Regions from separate parts of the Capra hircus genome. Here region 2 is linked to region 1. The links are chromatin contacts, called in public Hi-C maps. All regions are on one chromosome and are shown on one strand. Each heading gives the region's core, a stretch centred on a gene start, on an enhancer-like site or on the middle of the called end of the contact. The rest is flanking DNA. Distances are from core to core; before and after follow the strand shown. Region 1 holds the start of CDC37 (hsp90 co-chaperone Cdc37). Region 2 holds the start of CDKN2D (cyclin-dependent kinase 4 inhibitor D).

The links. A called contact is a pair of places that touch in the nucleus more often than the background predicts.
Region 2: a Hi-C map of liver shows a contact between it and region 1, with 3 times the contacts expected there. The contact joins the promoter of CDKN2D here to the promoter of CDC37 in region 1. A contact is called at or near these places in 4 of 5 Hi-C or Micro-C datasets (blood and liver).

What each region holds. Positions count from the first base shown.
Region 1 is chr7:94,817,941-94,823,061 of ARS1.2, forward strand. It overlaps CDC37 (hsp90 co-chaperone Cdc37), which reads right to left and starts at 1,569. Exons shown (of 8, transcript XM_018051044.1): 1 at 1,336-1,569. The coding sequence starts at 1,437.
Region 2 is chr7:94,951,685-94,956,737 of ARS1.2, forward strand. It overlaps CDKN2D (cyclin-dependent kinase 4 inhibitor D), which reads right to left and starts at 1,675. Exons shown (of 3, transcript XM_018051064.1): 1 at 806-1,675; 2 at 380-535. The coding sequence starts at 520. AP1M2 (AP-1 complex subunit mu-2) reads right to left here. Exons shown (of 12, transcript XM_013965162.2): 10 at 4,390-4,515; 11 at 3,249-3,324; 12 at 2,413-2,822. The coding sequence ends at 2,800.

The DNA of each region.
Region 1 (5,121 bases), core at 319-2,818:
GTTGTCGAAAGAACATACAGACTTGGGATTCTGGGGGTCTGTATTTGGGGGACAATAGATAAAAGAAGGGGTGGTGAATCTGGAATCAGGATGGGCGGGTTCCTTGTAACAGCAGGGTCATTGTGGATGTCTGAGAATAGCACACCAAGTTTGGGTCAGAAGGGAGATGGGGTGGATTTGGGTCCTGGACTTGGGTTTGAATGTGGCATTCTGAAGCTGGCAAAGGTTCCCACTGGAAGTCTGTCTTGGGGGTGGGCGGGGACTGGGTGTGAGGTACCAAGGAGGGGCAGGGGTTCTGGCTGGGCAGGAAGCCACGCGGGTAGGGTTTCCTGATGTAATGGGAAATTGGGTCTAACAGTACCAGAGGCTAAAGGAGAGCCTCCGGAATTGGAGGCTCCATCAGGGTGGAGGTGGTGGTTCATTCTGAACAGGACCCAGGTTTCAAAATTCCAGGCCTAGATGAGACTGAGGGCCTTGGGGGAAGGGGGTACCAATCTTTGTTCTAGGGGAGGGGTCCTGGGTGTGGGTTGGAGTCCCAAGCCAGGAATAGAAATCTCAGGGGAAGACAGAATTATTTTATTCAGAGGAGTAAGACTTCTGGATCTGAACCATAAGGATCCAGAAAAGCAGGTCGCAGAACAGACTTAAACTATTGGGAACTCTAGGGTTTTGGAGGACTTCCAGAAGGGGCCAGTAGTAAAGAGCCTGCCTGCCAATGCAGGAGACATAAAAGACGCGGGTTCGATCCCTGGATCGAGAAGATCCCGTGGAAAAGGAAATGTCAACCGACTCCAGTATTCTTGCCTGGAGAATCGCACGGACACAGAAGCCTGGCGGGCTACAGTCCATGGGGTCACAGAGTTGGACACGACTGAAGCGACTGAGCACAGGGGTTAGGAGGGGCCATGGAACAGCCAAGATCTTAACTAGGTACCCGACTAGGTTCAGGATCCAGATTCTGAGGTAGAAATCTGGGGGTAAATGTAAGATCCCAAGCAGGATTGGGAGGCACGTCAAAAGCTTGTCTTGGCAGTCTAAACTCTAAAAAGATACCGTACAGGTCAACCTGGCGTTTCAAGAAGAAACTGGAAGCGCGGGGCGGTGGGGGTGGGAGTGGGGGGGGGCGGCGCCGGCATCGCGGGCAAGGAACTCAGGGGTCCCGGCAATTCTATGGCCCCGGAATTGAATCGAAGAACCCTAGGCTATTCGGAAAGTCCAGGCTGTAAGGGGCAATCCCAGGTATCAATGGCTGGGGCCCCCCGGCAGTATCAGGGGGTCAGAACTCTGAAGCGGAGTCCCGGGAGTGGGGGAAGGGGCTGGGCGCGCGAGCTCTACCTGGTGCCGCCAGCGGAAGAGGCTAGCGGTGTCGATGTTGGGGTGCGTCTCGTCTTCATCATCAGACACCTCGATGTGGTCCCACACGCTGTAGTCCACCATCTTGCCTCGGGGCCCAGCCCTCCAGGGTTCTGGTAGCGGTGGCGGCGACGGCGGCGGCAGCAGCGGCAGCACTGAGACTCAGCCCCCGGAGCCCCGCCCCTTCCGCTTCCGCCCTGACGCTCACACCCCGCCCTCGCGTGACGTCATATCCTTAGTAACCTCAGCAGCGGCGCTGGCGACCAAATTCTTAAAGAGCCCTGCGCACGTGTTCCGGCTCTCGGGAGTCCGCCGAGACCTCATCCCATCCGGCTTCCGGCCTCCACTAGGCCCCTCCTGGGGACTTACGGGTGGGTTCTCCAACCTCGAGCCCCCCTGATCTCCCGCTACCCTAGGGTGGGCGTTTACGGCAGCCTTGGGAGAGGGGGCAGTTGGCGAGACTGAAAAAGAGGATTGTCCTCTTAGCCACGCCACAGTGACGTCAGCCTGAGCCCACTACTGGAGCTCGGCCTCGGCGAAAAGACCTCGCTCCCGTCTTTTGTGAAGAGGGACTTAATTTTGTCCTGGAGATGGTGCCTGATGGGAAAGGACCTTCCCAGTACAAGGGGTACAAGGCCCTGCTCTAGGAGGGTCTAAGTGAAGGAAGGTTGTGGCCCTGCCCTCGAGGAGTCGAGATGGGGGCGATGTGGCCCTGCCTTGAGAACTGGTGTTTCCCTGGCTCGGACCACAGCTTCCCCTCTTGCCTCCCCCATCTTCTGCCACTCCTTAGCGGGGATTCGCGCATACACGCCCCCTCTGGAATCACCCGACCGCACTTAACGAGCCTCAGGAGCTTGTCTACGGCGGCTCCCCATGCGTCCGCTGGGTGTCGCTAGTGTCTAACTAGCGGCCAGTGCGGGTGCCCCGCGCCAGGTGGGGGAGGGGTGGAAGAGCTTGGAAGTGCGCACGCAGGGGGTCTTTCTCCGTCGAGGTACTCTGGGACTCCTCGCAGTTCCTCCCTCTTTCGTCTGGGATCCCCTTCCTCGTTCCAGACTCTAAGAACTCCATTACACTGAGCTTGGGCGACCGCAGCCACACATTTTCATGTATCCCTACCCACGCTTTGATACCGGGATAAAAGGCTGCGTTGCAGCCTAGGGCCAGGATTATCTCAGATTAAAGGGCGTAGGGCGGGGGACAGGGAGAATGGGTAGAGATTCATCACTTGAGTGAAGGGCGCCTCTTCCAGACTCCCCCCAACCAAGCAGGCGTTTGGGGGGGCGCTGGAGAGGAAGGAGTAAAGGTCTTTAAATTGGTGGGGTGTGGGGGATTCCCCGGCCCCGGGAAGGGGTGGGGCCATCCGGACAAAAGCGCCCGCCCGCCGCTGCCCCTCCCCCTCACGGTCCATTCAAACCCGCGAGTAGGCGGGCGGGGGCGGGGGAGTCCCCCTTTCCTCCTCCTCCTCCAACCCTGGCAGTTCAGCATCACAGCGGCCGTCAAGGCCCGGGTACGCGCGCGCACGGACCTACATCCCAGCGGGGCTCCCGATCTCACACATACACACACACACACACACACACACACACACACACACACCCCGGCAAACAAAGGGTCTGGACACCCCGGTCCCCTCCCGCCCCCCAGGCCGGAGAGGGCGGGGCATCCCCTCCCCAGCCCCCCTGCAAGGTAAGCTTTGGACTACGACTGCGGCCGGGAGGGGGACCTGGCCCCTGGGAGGGAGGGGCTCCGAGCGGGGAGGGGGGAATTCCATCGCTCCCCAAGAAAGGCAGGGTCCCCCACGTAGCCGGTTGAGGGCTGCAGGCTGGCCTCCAGGCTAAGGGTGTATAGGGAGGACCCCGAATCGGGATTCCCGGGTAGGCTTGGGGAGGGGGGGGAAAGGTGGGGGCGGGGGATGTCTCTACCCAGCTTCGGAGACTGGAGCTGCCCAGCCCCAACGAATCAGGGTCCCAGGAGCCCCAGCTCCCAGAATTGGGGACAGGGCGCCGGAAGCTCCCCGATCAGCGCCAGGCTTTTACTAATCTCCTGCCAACACAGCATCTCCACTCCTGGGGACTGAGACAGAGACCCCTGAGTTGCTTCCCACTGTCCCTCGCCCTCCCAACCACCCACCCCCCATCAGCGCATCTCCAGCTGGATGTGTGGCATCTCTGGGGTGGGGGTGGGGGTCTGGGAATGCTCCTCTGGGCTCCCAAGCTTCCTCTGCTGCATCCCACAGCCACACACTGCTTAGCTGCGGTTGTGGGACTGGGCAAACGGTTTGCCTTCCTGAGCCTCAATTTCCTCATCTGCAAAGTGGGTGATGACTCACCCAGGATTAGGGGAGGTCTTGTTTTCCAGTCTACATTAGTCAGTCATTTATTTTCAAGCTCATTCCACACGTATTTCCCAAGTGCCTACTGTATGTCAGGGCCCTGTGGCTGGGTGGTCAGACTACAGCAACCAAAGAGAAGCTGGGTCCCGGCTTGGCTGACCCTGGAGACTGCTGAGGGAGCAAGATCAGTATGTGAACAGAGAAATCCCCTCAGTGATTTTAGACTGTGAAGACTAAAATTCCATGAGGCATGGAGAGTGATTTCAGGAGAGGGTGTCCAAGATTCAATGAGATTTTATGGTTTGTATCTGCCTTCATCATTCACTTTCTGCTCCACGGGGGCAGGGCGGGTCTAGAAGAGTGCCTGGTACACAATAGGTGCATAATAAATATTGAATTAATTCAAGAGGGAATTTGATTGAAACTATTTTCATAGTGCTTTAGGTCAAATAGGAGGCTGGTCATGAACCAACCCATCCTCTCTCCCATGTTACAGATGAGGCAAGTGAGTCCCTTAGACCCAGAAAAGGGGAAAGATGTCATCAAAGGCAGTACAAGAAGTTGATCGGACGTTGTCATTCCCATACAGTGAGGACGGCTGAAGAAATGGTTGTGAACAGCTGGGAACGGAAGAGAATAGAGACCCGACTTGAGCACAGGTCCCTCCAGTCACCCATGACATCTATCAGCCCCTATCTCTCTCCTCATACCACACAGACACAGCCCTATGTTCATCCATTGAAACGGTATTTACTCTGTCTACTGTGTACCCAGTGCTCAGGACACAGCAGTGAACAGATCAAAACCCCCTACCCCCACAGAGCTGACATTTAGTAATCAGTGAAGAAACAGCAACATATATATATAACAACAAACTGTGCTTCCCCAGTGGCTCAGCAGTAAAGAATCACAGGAGACAGTTCCCATCCCTGGGTCAGGAAGATCCCCTGGAGGAGGAAATGGCAACCCACTCCAATATTCTTGCCTGGAGAATTCCACGGACACAGGAGCCTGATAGGCTGCAGTCCAGGGTCGAAAAGAATGGAACCTGATTGAGCAACTGAACGACTCAATTCACAAAAGAGAAAAATTGAGGCTTCCACTTTGGGATGGGTATCCAGGAAGACCTCCCAGAAGAGTTGTATTGCTCCTCAAACACACACACACACACTTTGATCCAGACAAACGTAGGCACACAAACACCATATACAGGCTGGAGAACCAAAAGTGCCTGAGGCTGCATAGCTACTTGGTGGCTGTGCAAAGATCTGAACCCAAAATCCACATTTCTGACCAGTGTAAAATGTTGCATCCTTACGCAGGCACCCTCCTCACATGTGTGCGCACACACACACACACACACACACACAGCCAGCCTTATGCCCACATAGACTGATGTGGTATCATTTTGTCACGTACACACACTCCTGGCAAGT
Region 2 (5,053 bases), core at 425-2,924, 130 kb after region 1:
TGGATACCTCGCAGAGAACCCCCTGAAAATGGGTACACCTTGGAAATAGGAATCCTTCCTTCCTGCGGTCGGATCGTCCATAGATGCTCCAAGACATTGGAGCTGCCCTCATGAAACTCGGATCCAAAGAAGGCGAACCCTCACCCAGGGAATAAGAACTTCTCCAGGGAAACTGAATCCTTCGCAATCAGAGAGCAAGGAATCCTCCAAAGATGGAAAGCTCTCCCCTCCCCCCAACCTAACCCCATCCACCACCCACCTAAGAAAGGGGACATTAGGGAGCCAAGTCAGCCCAGAGACGCAGGAACAGACCTCAGTCGGCTACCAACGGGAACAAGGAGAGAAGAGGGAAGGGGTCTGCGGGCCGGCCCGGGCTCACCTGCAGCGCCGTCTTGCCAAAGCGGTTCAGAACGTCTGGGTGCACCAGCTCGCGGTGCAGAAGGCGGCGCACCTCCTGCACGTCTCCTCGGGCCGCCGCCCCGCTCAGCCGGTCGCCGGCGTGGACCTCTTCCAGCAGCATGTCGATACTGGCGGCCTGCGAAGCCCCCCGCCCCACCCCGCGGCGGTCAGTGAGGGGGAGCCCACCGGCGCTAGCCCGAACAGCCCTCCCACAGCGTCCCCGGCCTGCGAAGAGGTCGGACTCTCCTGTCTGGGTCTCGGGCGCGACCCCCACCCTCCCGGCCGGCTCCTCCCCCTGTCAGCCGGTGGGTAGAGAGGGGCTGAGAGCCCAGGCCCAACCCTCCGCTAGCCCGCTGGGCCCTGCCCGGCGCCCGCCCCTTGGGGGCCGGGTCTCCCCCCAACTCACCCTCCCTCCTCCTCTTCGGGCGGGGTCTGTTCTGAGCCAGCGTCTCCGCCGCTGCGGAGCAGGCCGCTAGGGGGCGGAGCCAGAGCTCTCGCGGCCCCGCCCCCAAACGCCGCGGATTTGTTTTCTTATGAACTTGCTACGTTGTAGCCCAGCTGCGATGCCCGGCTCCCGACCCTGTAGTGCTCCGCCCTCCTTGCCAGCGCAGCCAATGGCCACGCGTTGCCAGGGAGGCTTTGTGCGCCGGCGTGGGCGGGCCCGCTTCTGATTGGACAAACTTCGGCGACCGGTGAACCGCGAACAATGGCGGGGTTTTCGGTTTTTCAAAAGCGACGGGCGGGCGGGAAAGAGGGCCCGTTTAACTGACCCAGGGGAGAAAGGTCAGGCGCAGGGTAGCGCGGGCTGCTCCGGGACCTCGGCACTTCCGAGGGAAAGGGAGGCAGGGCTGGGACCGCCCAGTTTGGAGTTATGCGGTGCGATAATATTCGTTAGTTCTTACTGTGCAAAGTGCTTTATTTCATTCACTCACTGTGTGCCGGAGCCGTTCTTGGCGCTGGGGGTCCTGCATTCGAGCTACTGAGTAATTTTAGTGTTAAGCACCGTGAGGAAAATAAAGCATGGAAATGGGGTGAGTGAAAAAGGAATCACGTTTGGCTCAGATTGCGCCAGCCCTGGCACAGCAAATGCAAGGGCGTGGAAGAAAGTTCATTCACCAGCTGCCACGTGGGTGAGACTGGGAGGCGAGAGTCGCGTCGGAGGCTCTTAACAGAGGCCTTCAACAGCGGGGCCTTCACACATTTACCGACCTGCTACTGTGTACTATGCACCCCAGTAGAAAGCAAGCCAGGTGCCTCCTGGCTGTTGGATACTTACCTTTTAGAGCTGGAGACGACAATAAATATTTTCAGAGTGCTATACACTGTGGAGCTGACAAAATGAGATAAATAATGGTGTCTTGGGAAAAGAAGGCTTTGAAATAGAGAGGTCGGGCATGGCCACCCTAAGAAGGTGACATTTGATTTGAGACCTGAAGGTGAGGGAAGGAGCCGTGTGTCTCTCAGGAAAAACATACCAGGTGGAGGCGCTACAGATTCAAAGGCCCTGAGCTGTAAGCATGTCTAGTAAGTCCAGGAAGAGCGAGGTATAGAGACGGAGAGAAGGGGGAGGAGGTGAGGGGTGAACAGGCGTGTGGGCTGTGGTGAGCACTTTTACTTTTTAAAAAGAATGGGGAATTTCCCTGGCGGTCCAGTGGTTAAGACTCCGAGCATCTGCTGCAGGGGGTCCAGGTTCAATCCCTGGTCGGGGAACTACGGTCCCGCAAGCTGCCCAGAACGACAGAAATCAATGGGTGGAACCCTGGGAAGCTTCTGTATTGAGGAGCCACGGTCTAGTTTAGGAGTTAATAGGCGCCCTCTGGTGGCTATGATGGGAACTGGCTGTCATGGGAGAGGGAAGCCCAGAGCCTGGGAGACCAAGGTGGGAGCAATTGCGAGGGCCCAGCTGAGAGATGACCAGGGCTGAGAAATGGATATGTTGCCCACTCTTATCCCAGCACCCCAGGGGCACCTCTGACATCCCCAGCCCCCAGCCAAGAAGTACATAACAGCAGCTAGATTCATCTTTTTAATGCCATCCTAAAACTCAGAAATGGGCCAGTGGGGCCTCTGGGCTCAGCAGCTGTGGAGGAGGGACTCCCCACACCTCCTAAGGCAGGTCACTGCAAAAAGGCACTCATGAGGGGGACTTCAAGCCCCTCTTCTATTTCTTCATATAAAACGGGGAGGGGGAGGGGTGAGAGTCTGAGAGCTGGAGATTATCACTCCCAGCCTACCAGTAAAGGAAATGGGTAGGAGCAAGTCAGGTGCTGGGAGTAACAAACCAGTAATTCAAGGGCTGCCCTCACACACACACACCCCATCTTCCCTCCTTCTCTAGTGGAGGCTGCAGTTGGGGCCTGGGGAGAAGACAGCCCAGGTTCAGGCCCCCACTTCTCCCTTCTAGCTGGTACGAAGTTGATAATCTGTAGGGAAACAATGAGCAGGGACCATCTCAGAAGTGGGGGAAGGAGACAGGACAGCACCCCCACCCACAACCCATCCCCTTCCCCAGTGCTCATGATCAACCCCACAAGTCTGTAACAGGGCTAAGGATGGGCTCAAACATGGCGACTGTAACCACAGCACCATGCCTGTCTCCAGGCAACAGACGGGGCTGCTGTGTGTTCAGTTGCTTATCCAAACCCCACCACCACCACCCTGGAACTGGCAACTGTCCCCATTTTAAAGATAGGCAAACCGAGACTCGGGAGGGCACACTGACAAAGATAGGATAGACCTGAGGGCCACGCCTGTCGGTTTTGGAGCCCTCTGAGACAAGATGTTTCAAATCCCCAAGACCATGCCCATTCATCTTGTCCCTGTCATCTCAGGGAGCCGGGCCACCTTACCGCCACTCTGGGTGATATAGCGGACCCAGGGCAGGGCCTGGTAACCACTCTTCTCAATGATCTTCATGTATCGGACCTGGAAAGGGATGAAAGGAGGTGGCCCAGGGTAGGGGGACAGAGCAGGCTGGGGCCAGGGGAACATAAATAACACAACTTCCAGGAATAAGAAAGCACGGCCTGGGAGGAATGAAGTAACAAGGCTCAGGACAAAGATGTGACCAGGACAGTGTATGTGTGTGGGGAGATCAGGTGGTCCAGGACAGTGGGAAAGATGGCACGTTCTAAGAGAATTGACACAATACAGTTTAGGCACAGGGCAAAGCTAGTGGGGAGGGGAAGGGGACCCAGGCTGAGAGCAGAAAAAGCAACACTGTGAGACTTCCCTGGTGGCTCAGTGTTAAGAATCTGCCTGCCAACACAGGAGACAGGGGTTCAATCCCCGATCTGGGAGGATCCCACATGCCCTGGGTCAACTAAGCCCATGTGCCACAACTACTGAGTCTGCCCTAGAGCCCAGGAGCCGCAATTAGTGAGGCCACGTGCTGCAACTGCTGAAGCCTGTGCGCCCTAGAACCCGCGCTCCACGAGAGAAGCCACCAGTGAGCAGCCCACACACCACGACTAGAGAAAAGTCTGCGCAGCAGTGAAGACCCAGCCCAGCCAAAAATAAATAAATAAAATCATTTTTGAAAGACAGAATCTGCCTGCCAATGCAGGGGACTTGGGTTTGGGGGATGTGCGACATGTGGGATCTTCCTTGGTCCAGAAAGATCCCACATGCCAAGGAACAACTAAGCCTGTGCTCTGCAACTACTGAGCCTGCATTCTGCAACTACTCAAACCCTCGGGCTCTAGAACCCATGCTCTGCAACAAGAGAAGCCACCGCAATTTAAAAAAATAGCCCCGACTCACTGCAACTAGAGAAAGCTCACGCACAACAACGAAAACCCAGCGCGCCCAAAAGTTGACATTAAAATGTTTGTTTAAAGAAAAAGCAACACTGTTCCAGGAAAAAACAAGAATGATTATAAAGGAGGAGATGAGACAAGCCAGGGAATGGAGGTGGTCCAAGCCAAGAGATGAGAGAAAGGGGGACCCACCAAGGTCAAGAAGAGGAACCACCCTGCCCCCTTCCCTCACCTGGATCCCAGAGACAGTGAAATAGGGGATCTCAAACTTCACCCCAATGGGGGGCCGGCCCTCTACTTCCTCCTTCTCCACGCTGGGGAGGCCAAAGTGGGCGCGCATCAGGTACTCCTTGCCCCCCTGAGGGAACATGGGGGTTATCAGACACACTGAGGGCCCCTATGCCCCAGACCACTCCTCATGGCAGCCCCCTGGGGGCAGACTTTGCTCTCAGCCCATTCGACAGACCAGAAAGTAAAGTCTCCTGGCCAAAACTCGCAGACGAAGCTTCTGATAGCAAAGCCTACTTGGGGGCCTTCTGGTGATCATCTCCCATTTTCCAGGGGCCGATGAACATCCCCCAACCAAGATCCCAAAGAGAGACCAAATCCTCCAGCAGCCCAAGGATGTGGGTAGCATGATCCTGTCTATTTCACAGATGGACACACTGAGGCTTCATGAGGGGAAGTAGGGTCCCCAAGGCTGGGAAGCTCAGAGAAACAAAGGTGAGGAATCTGAACCCAGGGCTGGTTTCCTCAAGACCTAGGACAAGGAGAGCTTAACCATGCGGAGAGCTTAAGCATCATCCAGTTTTATCGTCTGCAAAGGACAGCCACGTGCATGCATGCGTGGCTCTGATTTATTCTCTACTTCGCCCTCAATCATCAAGGGCCCCCCC